Linked DNA regions of Gossypium hirsutum: regions 1 and 3 are each linked to region 2. A link is a contact called in public Hi-C data. All regions are on one chromosome and are shown on one strand. The core of a region is the stretch at or near the end of the contact, and the rest is flanking DNA. Distances in the headings are between cores, read along the strand shown.

Region 1 (4,441 bases), core at 1,103-3,602, 860 kb before region 2:
GAGAATTAGTGCAACATTAATTTACTCAAAGAACAAACACTATAGGGATTCAAGGTTGACATAGCAAGAATATTTACCATCAATGTAAAACTAACACAAAGACTAAACTACTGGTTTTTGCTACAGTTAAATGTTTCATTTATGAGACTCAGTGATTCGCATTTGTTGGATATCCATGTACAAAAAATCTTCTAAACTACTGGTTTTTGCTACAGTTAAATGTTTCATTTATGGGACTCAGTGATTCGCATTTGTCGGATATCCATGTACAAAAAATCTTCTGCATTGAGTAAATCACTACAACAAAACACAAGAAGATTAGAGCAGATCAAAAGATGAATAATTGATACACTCCTGGAATCCCCTTAAGCAAGCATTGTATTTCATTTGAAGTAGTCTTGAGCATGTTTATGACGCAAGAAGAGTGCATCACACTTTCATCGAAAGGCAAACAGTGCATATAAAGCAACAAACAAACAAAAACACTTTCCTTCGTTTTCACTCTAGGGCTTACAGGAACAGCCATGATGCCTTTTTATTTTGAACTTTTGTATTTTAAAGATCCCACAACTGTTTTATTGCAAGATGGAATGTTCAACTTTACATTCAAGTAACCAACATGAATCAAGAATCTTTTTTTCCCCCACATTTTTTAAGACCATGAATTACAAAGAAGAACTTACAATCTGACTAGAGGATCATTATTACACTCAAAACTCAATCCCCCAAACTCATGAAATAACAGAGAGTAGCACTCCATGAAATCACTTCAAGTTCGTATAATTCTAATAAAACTCAAATATTAGACAAGACAACTAGTAAGTACAATATTTCAAACCAAAAAGGCACAAAAAAGGGACGTGCATGTTTAACTATCATTACTTTCTCTGGACACAAACAAAGACATTACTTTCATGGAAAATCATATTCCATAAAATGAAATATTAGCATTAACTTGCATCGTCAAATAGCATCCATGAACAATTAGTAGCCCATTGACTACATATTCAAACTTCATTATAAAAAATAAATAAATAGAAAAAAGGAAACGTAAACAAAAAAAGCAGTACCCGTAAATCCATTGCGACTGAGATCCAACTCTTCCAGCGGAACAGAACCCTCTAACAACTCCACTGGCACCGGGCCGAAGAGCTGATTTGTTCCCAACCTCAAAACCCGTAAACCCGGCAACGACCCGAAACTTGGCAACGACCCAGCAATCAAATTATCACCCAAATCCAAAACTTGCAAATTCTTAAACAACCCAATCGCTTCCTCTTTGAAAAACCCACCATTCAACTGATTGTGACTCAAGTTCACAAAGCGCGCTGTATTGGCCAAACTAGACACATTTTCAACTGCCACAGACAGGCCCCCATAAAACGCGTTATAACTTAAATCAACGTGTTCAACATTCCTTAACTCAGTGAATAACTGGCCTATATCGCCTCGAAGCGCATTGTTGTGTAAATCTAACACTCTTAATTGCTGTAAATCTCGGAACCCAGCCGGTAACCCACCGTCGAACTTGTTACCCGACAAATTCAAGTAATTTAACCCGTAAAGGTCCGTGATCCGTCCAGGGATCGTGCCGATGAACTGATTATTGGACAGATCCAAATGTTGCAGAGAGGTTATCGACCCCAATGCGGGTGCGACCCGACCCGTGAAAGCGTTACCTGACAAGGAGAGGTTTTGGAGGTTCTTGAGGGGAGTGAGAGTGTGGAACTTGAGGTCTCCGACAAGGCCGAGACGATCTAAGTTGAGGGAAACGATAGAACCAGAATTGGGGTCGCGGGTGACGCCGGTCCATGAAGTAGGGTCGGGTCGGGAATCCGGATCCCATACGGAGAGTACCTTATCAAAGGGATCGGTTTTGATGCCTTTTTTGAACTCGAGTAAAGATCGGAGCTCCGACGGGTCGAAGCCAGATGCAGAGGCTACTCCCGAAAACAACAGTAACAAAAGAAGATAAGAAGAGAAAGCGAAAGAAATAGAGAGATTCATTTAATTCATTGATTAGAAAACCCAGCAACTGAAGCTTTTGCGTGACAGACAAAGAGCAAGTTAGGGTTTTCAGAGGAGAGGGGAAAAAAACCTCAATGGGATTTGTTTTTTTACTAAATTCAACAATGGGGGAAAGGGGATAGAGTTAGAGAAAGATGGCTGGTGGGAAAATGGTAAGTACAGTCTGTAAAGGCCTTACAACTTACAACCTTAGCTAAGAAAGAGAAAGAGGGAGAGAAATTGTCGATTTTCTTTCCATTTTTAATTTCTTTCAGATTTTGGTTTTGCTTGCAGGAGATATATGATAATATGCTAATAACCTTAACTACTCACTGCTGTTGTTTTCCCCCAAATCTCGCTCACTTGTTAGAACTTACGTGGCTTTTTACTAAATTACACTCATGGTACTCAATTATTACTAAATTTATACTTTGATTACTAATTTATGAAACTTTACAATTTAACCACTTAATTATTCGAAATTTATCATTTAAATTATCTCTTTATTAACTTGCTAACAAATCTCAACATGAGCTGTTTAATCACTATTCCTCATATATACTACTAATTTAATTATTCAAAATTTATCACTTAAATTATCTCTTTATTAATTTGCTAACGAATCTCAACATGAGTTGTTTAATCACTATTCATCATATATACTACTAATTTATGAAAACTTACAATTTAATCACTTAACTATTCAAAATTTATCATTTAAATTATCTTTTTATTAACTTGCTAACGGATCTCAACATGAGTTGTTTAATCACTATTCCTCATATATACTACTAATTATTTTACCCATGTGTACTACTTAAATAAAAAATATTTTTTTTAAAAAAAATTTAAACGTTTCACTTAGAAATTTATAAAAAGTATTTAACAAAATAAATGTTTCATTAATTAGTTTAAATATATTATATTAAAATGATTTAAAAATTAAATATAATTTTTATGTTCTTAGATATAAAAAAAATTCAAAAGTAACATTGTAACATGAAATTGATAAAGAGTTTATAATTTAAATAAACAATTGTGATGTTATCTTTATTCCAAAAATTTATAAATTTGATTGATTGATTTAATTTAATTAAAGTAAATATAAAAATAAATTAAAAGTAAATGTATATTAAATAATTAAATTCGTGATTGATTTAATTAAAGTAAATATAAAAACTTAAAAATGAAGGTATATTAAGTATGTATTAATTAATTTTTATGTTCTCGATTCGGCCCAAATTTTAATTAAATATTTTTTTTATTTTTTTTAAATTTAATTATAAAAATATATAAATTATATGAAATTATATATTTTATTATTTTAATATTGTAAATTATTAAAAAAATAAATAAAGGTAAAACAAATTCTCTTTTTATCAAATATTACACCATTATTTTAATATTAGCTAAAAATAGGTAAAATAATATTTTTTTCTTATTTAAAAAAAACAAATGTAGATTAAAATAATAGTTACTTTATTGTATTTATTAATTAATATAATTTATTATTAAAATATTTTTAAAAATGAAATCCACTTTAAATATAATTAAAAAAAATATTTTGAAACTCTCTATGTATTATTTCCTTCACTAAATAAAAATGCACAAACAACCTTTGAAATATCTTTTAAATTTTGCATTTGCATGTAGTTATTATAATTTTTAGCATTAGTATATGTTTTTGGAATTCTAATTATATTATTTCAAAATTTTAAAATTAACATTGATTTGATTTTAAAATTACCAATATTGCTTAAAAGATTCTTACTTGAATCCCATTAATTTAATCGTTTATATTGTTTAAAATGGAAAAGCAGTAATTGCTCAATTATCATGTCTTCTCTTTGTGAAAACACTGGTAATGAAGACTCATCTGTGGAAGGTTTAATCCTAAAAAAGTTCAATTTAGAGATAAAGATGAGATTACGACCAGTGATATGCTGATCGATCCGTCCGTTGAACAACAAATCTCTTGGAGAGACAAGCTTGTAGGGCATCCTTCCAAAACTGTTAGTAATGACTCAGAGGAAAAGGAAGATTGTGACTTCTTGGAAGGAGACATACAAAAGTCTCTTGTAAATGTGGTTCCCTCTATTAATTTTTCGGATAGGATCCACTAAATTCTCATCAAAAGGATGGATAATATAGTGATTGTAAAACTTCTGGGTCGTAATATTGGTTTTTCGGTTTTGTAGAATAAAGTTTATAACTTGTGGAAACTCTCGGCACCTTTTCACCTGATGGATGTTGAAAACGGATATTTTTTGGTTAAATTCCAGAATAAGATCGATTGTGAGAAGTTTCTGTCTGAAGGTCGGGTCATTTTTGGACAATACTTGAGAGTTCAGCCTTGGACGGTGTCCTTAAATCTGGCACAGGCCTTTTCGAATGTGGTGATGTCATGGATAAGGCTTCTCGGTTTGCAGGGTAT
Region 2 (4,395 bases), core at 273-2,772:
AGGGTTGGAGAATATTGAACTATCCAGATTCATTATTAGCTCAAGTTTTAAAAGTAAAATATTTTCGAATAATAATTTCCTTGACTCATGTTTGGAACAATGCTTTGTATACGTGGAAAAGTATTTGGGCTACAAAGGGTATTTTAAGGGAAGGTATGTGCTGGAGAGTAGGAAGGGGAGAACAAATTACAGTTGGTTGCGACAATTGGATCCCCGATGTGGGAAGAAACAGATTATCAGCTATAGTCACAAATTTGAATGATTGTAAAGTTGCCGATCTAATCAATCAAAATAATAGAACATGGAAGGAAGAGTTGATAATTTCTACCTTTCCGGAGGATTTAGCTGAGAAGATTATTGGTATTCCACTGGCAGAGGATCCTCATGATGACTTCCGGGTCTGGAGTGCTGAGGCGTCGGGCAAATTCACAGTTCGTAGCTCCTATAAACTATTACAGAATATCGAGGATGATCCTAGAGCTTATGCTTTACAAGAAGGCTACAAGGAATTTTACTAAAAATTATGGCTATTGAATCTTCCCTTAAAAATCAAAATTACAATCTGGAAGATATCGTGGAATTTCCTAGCTACACGGGTTAATCTACTTCAGAAAAAACTAATAAACACAATAGTGTGCCCACGATGTGGAGTCGGAACAGAGAGTATGAATCACCTTTTTTGCGAATGCCCTGTGTCAAAATCAGTATGGAAGGAATTACCATGTAATGTTTTGGTGCACGAAAGACAGTTGGAGTTTGCAGAGTGGCTTACCGGAGTTTTTGCAAAGAACTCGGAATCTTAGTGTAGGATATTTTGCTGTGCATTATGGGCTATATGGGGAGATAGAAATAACAGAGTGCATAATAAAGTGAGCAAATCTGGAAAAGAAATAGGCCGATTCGTTAGTAGCTACATAACAGAGTTGGACGGGATAGGAAAAAGTAAAGCACAATCATATAAATTGACAAGCAAATGGAAGAAGCCACCTGATCAGATTGTGAAGATAAACTTTGATGCATCATATGATGGAAAGAGTAAGCAATCGGCTGTGGGGATTGTGGCTAGAAACAACGAAGGCAAGGTTTTGCTCTCATGCTTGATGATATATCAACAGGTGGCATCTCCTTTTGCGGCCGAGGCGCTCGCGAGCCGGAAAGCGATCAAAATTGGTAAAGAAATGAAATGGAGAAAAATCATTATTGAAGGAGATTCATTATCGATAATAAAGAAATGCAGATCTAATATCCCAGATAAATCACAAGTATGTGCCTACATCAGTGATATTCATAAGCTACAATCAAGATTCCAGGAATGCAGATTTGAACATGTTCCAAGAGCAGTTAACAGTCTTGCGCATACGATAGCAAAAGCAATGCTGAGGGATAAAAGAATAATATACCTAGTTGAGGGAGTCCCTGAATATGCAGAAGATAAGAGAGAAAAGGGATGGAGTGGGAGAACCGGAATGAATGAAAGGGATGAAAATGAAATGGGTAAATCGAGCGGAGGCAGGTAAAGCAAAGACAGAAAATGGGGTTTCCTCGGGAGTATGATTTCGTCTTGAAGAAGATAAGGCAGGTGAAGGGACAAGACGATTGAAAGTTATGATGCTGATTGGGAAAGATTGTATAGCAGCATTAATGGCTTCCAGAAGGTTCAGTTATGCTGCTTTTTAGGATTTCATAGGAGTAGTTATTGGCGTTTCAGCTATTCATTTTTTTTACTGTTTTGTTTTGGTGATGAGGTCAAAATTCCAATCGGGCCTGGTCTGGTTCAGAATTTATTTTCTATAACTTTTGAATTCAATAATAAAGCCCAATCTGTAACTATTTTTCAAAAAAAAAATTCAAAATTAAAACATAATAATATATAAATTTAATTTTTAAAACATGATTATTGATAACTAAGGTAAAAGTGTGATGTTATCCATATTCTTATTTCAATCCAAATATTTGTTCTTAAGTTTCAAGAAATATTATTGATTCATTACGGAAATGGTTTTTAAAATATTTATCTAAATTTTTAATATTTAAAAATTATCATTATTTTTTCTTTGAGATATTTCAATTATCTTTTAGTTAAAACTTAATCTATGAAAATTATTATTTATAATTGAAAGTAAAGAAAATAATTTAAACCATTAATAACTCATTAAATACTATTTATATTTTCTTTTCAAAATAGATCCAATTGAATATAATTACAAATACTTATCCAAATAAAATAAAATAAAAAGCAATTATTATTGCCATCAAATGGTTGAATATTTAATTTGCACATAATTGGTTTATCATTTAATAAATTTAAATATTGGATTGAAAATAATAAAATAAATATAGATCAGATATAGAAAATTTATTAGATAAAAAAGGAAAAATATTTGTTCTTTTTTATAGAATATTTAGAACTACCCATTTCCCCTCTCAACCCATAAATATGAGGATAATGTGCTTCAGTACACTCAAATCCACATCTTTTTTACAACAATGCCCACACCAATCGAGCTAAGGACCCATTTGAATATATATTAGTTATAATTACATATTTATATAAAAATTGAAAACTCAATATCTAATTTATGACAATTATTTAAAAATCAAGGTAAAAGAAGTTGTAATTTTTTGTTCAATTAAAAAATTACTTAATTGAAAATATTAAAGTATTTACATTGGCGAGTATATTTCTACTAATTTTTGTAACATTATAATAATATTTTGTGTATATTTTAGATGACAAATAAAAATTATCTTTATAAATAAAAATGATTATAAGTGTAAATGCATTTTATTCGTTTGAATATAATTACTTCGAACAATTTTTTAGATCATTTTATTTACACTTGATAATATTAAAAACAATACTTTTTAAAGGTGGTATATATGTGCTTTCTATAAAATAACTCGAGAAAAATACTATTTAAATTGATAATATTAATTTTTGGGTAAACTACATTAAGCCACTCTAAAATAGTGTTGCTTCTATTTTGATCACTCTAATTTTTTTTTGTCAATTTAGTCACTCTAATTAAAATAATTGTTCGAATTGGTCACTATCGTTAAAAATGACATTAACCCACTAATGGATTACTGACTTGACATTTTTTTTTTTACTTTTGACTAAAACTAGGGACCTCTCTATAATTAGTTCAAAATATTTTTTTGGGTTTATTTACAACATAGAGATTTCAATTGTGGCATCATCAACATTTGAATCCTCTTTAAAAAGAGAGGATCCAACAACGACGATGGCAAACTATGACCATGACCCCACCCTTTCCGATGAGCCCACTTGCTAGCCTACCACCCCCGACTATCACGATCAGGCTAAATTTTTTTATAAAATTGATGTTATTAACGCATCATTTATTAACAAAAAAAAAACCAAAATAATTCATATCAAATAACCAATCAAGCTCCATTTTTTTATATATTTTTAACCAAGCTTATAAAATTTCCACCATAACCTTATATCAAAAAGTTCTTCGATAAAAGGGTACTATGATGAATAATAAAGTAGCCACCAACCATCAAATTTGTAGGAAATGTAGAAAATTTACCAAACAAATTACCAGAAATATTACTTTTTTACTTAAAAAGAAAAAAAAAAACTTTCTAAACTCAAATCTACTCCTTAAAGTATAGACGTGAAGCGATTTTTTTCATTTTCCTTTTTTTAATTGAATTCTGATGTTAGGATTTTCATTTTTCCGTTTTTTCTTAAGAAGCTAATTCACTTGTTTGGATAAGACTAAAACAAGTTTAGAACTCAATTTGAGTTTCATCTTTCCCTTAGTTTCTCAACAACCCAGAAAAAAAAATTTTCAATAATAAAAATAGATCACGGATAAATTTTAGATGTTTCAACATAAAAAAGGTTGGCTGGTAGTGTTATGATGGCAAGTAGGCTCATAGAAAAGGGTGAGGTCACGATCATGATTCATCGTCGTTATTGTTAGATTCTCTCTTCTTAAATATGATTCAAATGTTGATAAAGTTACCATAGAAATATTCATGAGGAAAATAAACAAAAAAAAAATATTTTGGACTAATTATGGAGAGGTCCCTAACTTTAGTCAAAAGTAAAAAAATGTCATGTTAACAATCTATTAGTAGATTAACATAATTTTTAACGACATTGACTAATTCAAACAATTATCTTAATTAGAGTGGCTAAATTGACAAAAAAATTAGAGTGATCAAAATAGAAACAACGCTATCTAGAGAGATCGAAAGTATATTTTACCCAGACTTTTTTAATTCAAGTTTAAATATTTATAAAAATCAATATCAAAGTTAGAAAATTAATATAATGATATTCTATCAATTTTGTAATCATTGAAGTTATATGTTATTTAATTATATTATTTTTAACGTTGTTTAATTTTAATATTATAA
Region 3 (4,177 bases), core at 715-3,214, 620 kb before region 2:
TATTCTTTGTGCAATGTCCAGTTGAAAGGTATGAGTAACAACCTCCACTTTCCACATCTTATGTATTCCATCAATAAGATCTGATACATTTTCCAGCTCTCCATTTTGATGACTATACTGCCATATACTAGGTTCGATCCCCGGGATCCACCGATCATTCCAAATAGAAATGTTGTTTCCTTTCCCAACTCTCCAACACAGGCCTTGAGTGAGAAGTCCCTTTGCAGCCCAGATACTCTTCCAGGTAAGGGAAGGTAAATTCCCCAACTCTGCACTTAGAAAATTTGAATTTGGATAATACTTTGCTTTAAGAACCTTGGCTAAAAGCGAATTCGGATAATTGAAAAGACGCCACCCCTGTTTAGCAAGCAATGCAATATTGAATTGACTGAGATTACGAAAGCCTAAACCTCCATTCTCTTTTAAACTACATAAATTTTTCCACGAGCTCCAATGAATTCCCCCTTTTCCCTGACCTTTTTTCCACCAAAATCTCTCAATGATTGCTTCCATTTCGTCACATAAGGATTTCGAAAGTAAGAAACAGGCCATTGAGTAAGTTGGAATAGCTTGCAAAGCAGCTTTGATAAACACTTCTTTTCCACCCTGCGATAAAAATCTCGTACTCCAATTGTCAGTTCGCTGTTTTATTTTGTCCTTCAATACTTGAAAGGAAACTTTCTTCTGTCGTCCCACCATGGTTGGCAGACCAAGGTAACGTTCAGACTCATTTGAGCTTCGGACTCTAAGCAAAATAACAATCCGTCTTCTTTCCTCCTCAATAGTATTTTTGCTGAAAAAGATGGTTGATTTCTCAAAGTTCACACATTGCCCCGAGCACCTTCTATATTCACTTAATATTGCCTTGAATGAAGTAGCCCCTCTACATGTTGCCTCCCCAAAAAGGATACAATCGTCTGCAAATAATAAGTGCGATATCTGTGGACCTCGTCTACTTACTTTGACACCCTTTAAAAATCCTTCCTCTACTGCTGTTCTCATGAGACTGGAAAGTCCTCCACATATAAGGAAAATAAATGGGCTGAAAGGGTCCCCTTGTCGTAGTCCTCTTTCTGGATAGAATTTCATTCCAACGGTGCCATTGATCACAACCTTATATGAGACAGTAGTCAAACATTTCATAATATTGTCAATCCAACTTTGAGCGAATCCCATTCGAGACATTAACTTTTTGATAAAAATCCATTCCACCCTATCATAGGCCTTGCTCATATCTAGTTTTACTGCCATGTAACCCTTTTTCCCCACTCTTCTTTGCTTTAAAGAATGCAGTATCTCATAAGCAAGCAAAACATTATCAGGGATTAATCTTCCTGGGACAAAAGCGCTTTGAGCCTTATCAATGCATTTATCAATCACCCCTCTAAATCTGTTCGCTATAGTTTTTGCAGTAACTTTGTAAACAACATTGCATAAACTGATAGGCCTAAACTGACATATTTGTGGGATTATTAATTTTTGGAATGAGCACAATATGAGTTGAATTAATAACACTGACCTCCATATCACCGTTTAAGAGTAGAAGACAAAATGAAATTGTATCCTCGCCAATAAAATGCCAGCACTTATAAAAAAAAAAGATGGCTGGGAGTCCATCTTCACCTGGCGCCTTAGTAGGTCCCATTTCAAAAAGAGCCTAACGAATTTCCTCCCTTGTATAATGTGCGGTGAGCCTTTTATTATCCTCGTCACTAATGCAACGATTAATACCCGAGAGTAGGTAATCACAACTTCCTTGATTCTCTGAGGAAAATAGATTCTGAAAGTAACATAGCAATTCCTTACATTTCATGTAGATTTTACGTGGCCCTACCATGTCCGGACTGCAAACTCTTGATCATGTTTTTCTTTCGCCTCTGAGTTGCTTGGCTATGGAGAAAGGCAGTGTTTTTATCCCTAATTTGAGCCAATTCAGTTGGCCCTTTGCTCCCAATATCTTTCATCTTTCTCTATCTACATGTTAAGCTGGATCTTCGTATCAATTATTTCTGCCATATTGCTAGCATCCCTTTCAGCTTCAAGCAATTCAGATGATTTTACTGTTAAATAATTCTTTTTCCCTTTTATGTTCTTTAAAATTTTTCCTGCCCAATCTTCCAACCCCATCTTTATGAAATCCAGTTTCTGTAGGAAGTTACCGGTTGACATCTTCCATAAATGTTCAGCAGTGTCGACAAATGAATCCTCCGAAAACCACCAGTTTTCGACTCTGAAACTTTTTTCATTCCTCTGTCTGATTTCCTTCTTTGTATCAATAAGGAGAGGACAATGATCAGAAAAAGAATGCACCAAATGCTGAACTTTTATATCAGAGAACAACGAAATCCACTTCTTATTTGCTACCCCTCTGTCCAAGCGTTCTCGTATATTTGTCTCTGGTAGATTGCCTCGTTCCCATGTAAACCATCTATCCACATATCCAACATCATTCAGTTAACATAATTTCAATGATTTCCAGAACTGTTCCATCATTCTCTCGTCTCGGGGTGTACCTCCTTAAAACCATACATGATTTCATTAAAATCTCTACATACTAACCATGGATTATTCTCTCCATTATAAAGGTTTTTCAAAATAGCCCATGAATCTTCTTTATCTATGCACGGAGTTCTATAAAATCCTGTATATTGCCACATAACCTCCCTTTCATTATCATGCACTATCACATCAATATGTCTTTTGGAGAAGCTTTATAGAGTGATATTGACCTCATACCTCCAAGCCAAACAAAGCCCTCCTTTAGTTCCCTCTAGATCCACCTCTATACCATTCACAAAACCACATCTTTGCCTAACTTTCTCCATTTGAATTCTGCCAATTTTCGTCTCCATAAAGAAGACAATCTGGGGGTCGTACGTCTTCAGCGAGTGCCGAAGTCTTTTAAATGTCCGTGAACTCCCCAATCCACGGACATTTCAACTTAGGATTTTCATAATTCCCTGTCAGCTTGCCACTTGGCAGTCGCCGATATCAATTGGATAAGATCCCTCGATCTCCTACCTCTTACCTGGGAGGTAATCCCCTCGTTCAGTAGTGAATCATCATTCTCCATTCTGGCTCTTTTTTTTACCTTCTTCTCCCACTAAAGCCTTATCCTCTAAATCATGTTCCATCGCATACTGGCCATAGTCAATCAATGAGTTAACCTGCTTATCTTCTTCGCACAAAGAGTCACCTTCCACATTAAAACCCAGAATTGGATCAACTGCCTTCCCATAACTCTTACTGCGTTCCATTCTCCGTAGTCCCCTTGCACAACCCCTATTTTCTTCCAGAATTCCATCTACAGCCCCCTCCCCCTCTTTTCGTAGCCAAACACTATTCATGGACAGAGCTCTTCGGGACTGTGCTCTTATTGATAAATCCCACCTCATATCTGCGATTTCTACTCCCATCAACATTTTTGCCTCACAAAAAGAATCATTGTGACCCAATTTTCCACAAAAGAAACAAAAAAGTGTCAGTATTTCATATTTAAACCGGACATATGACTTTCTCCCCCTGTATTCGAGTAGCTTCTTTCTTTTCAAAGGACGTCTGATATCAACTTGGACCCTGATCCTCATAAAATTCCAGTTTTCCTTCCCTAAATTAGTCCTATCATATTCCAAGTAATTTCCCAGAAAATTCCTCAGATTAGCTGCTAGATTTTCAGAAAACAAACCAATTGGAACATCATGAATCTGAACCCAAAAAGGGGTTAATACTAAAGGGACCTTCATGGGATCATCCTCCCATTTTAAATTATAAAGAATTAATAGATGATTGTTGAATGTCCATGGGGAGCCTTTCAATACCCTTTCAAGATCCATATAATGAAAAAATTAGAACAAAAACCTTTTTTCCCCAGATCTCGAATACGAACTCAACGAATAGGATGCCACAGATTCGCCATGGTACTTTTCATAGCAGGAAAATGAATGATACTTGCTGTAAGAAAACACCTCACCAGTTGAAGAAACTCTTCTGTTCTTTCCGTTCCAGGATTTTCTTGGATTTGGATAACATCATCCTCCTCTTCATTAATTGTTAATTGGGCTAAATCATTCTCCATATTTTTCCAGAAACAGAGGCGCAGGGATTAAGGAAAGAAGACAAAACAAGAAGATCAAAGAAAACAAGAAAACCTAAAAGCGTGCCAGAGACGGCAGACACA

What was found. Hi-C and Micro-C count contacts between places; a contact is called where the count stands out from the background.
Region 1: a Hi-C map of leaf shows a contact between it and region 2, with 1.7 times the contacts expected there. The contact joins the promoter of LOC107911490 here to the promoter of LOC107913676 in region 2. A contact is called at or near these places in 2 of 34 Hi-C or Micro-C datasets (both in leaf).
Region 3: a Hi-C map of leaf shows a contact between it and region 2, with 4 times the contacts expected there. The contact joins the promoter of LOC107910809 here to the promoter of LOC107913676 in region 2. A contact is called at or near these places in 14 of 34 Hi-C or Micro-C datasets (callus, hypocotyl, leaf and 1 more).

Annotation. Positions count from the first base shown.
Region 1 is chrD11:39,446,343-39,450,783 of Gossypium_hirsutum_v2.1, reverse strand. It overlaps LOC107911490 (probable inactive receptor kinase At5g10020), which reads right to left and starts at 2,352. Exons shown (of 4, transcript XM_016839320.2): 1 at 1,071-2,352. The coding sequence starts at 2,007.
Region 2 is chrD11:38,590,440-38,594,834 of Gossypium_hirsutum_v2.1, reverse strand. LOC107913676 (regulation of nuclear pre-mRNA domain-containing protein 1B) reads right to left here and starts at 1,522. Exons shown (of 8, transcript XM_016842331.2): 1 at 988-1,522; 2 at 773-879; 3 at 329-690.
Region 3 is chrD11:39,213,807-39,217,983 of Gossypium_hirsutum_v2.1, reverse strand. It overlaps LOC107910809, which reads right to left and starts at 1,964. Exons shown (of 2, transcript XM_016838745.1): 1 at 1,835-1,964; 2 at 1-1,397. The coding sequence starts at 1,964.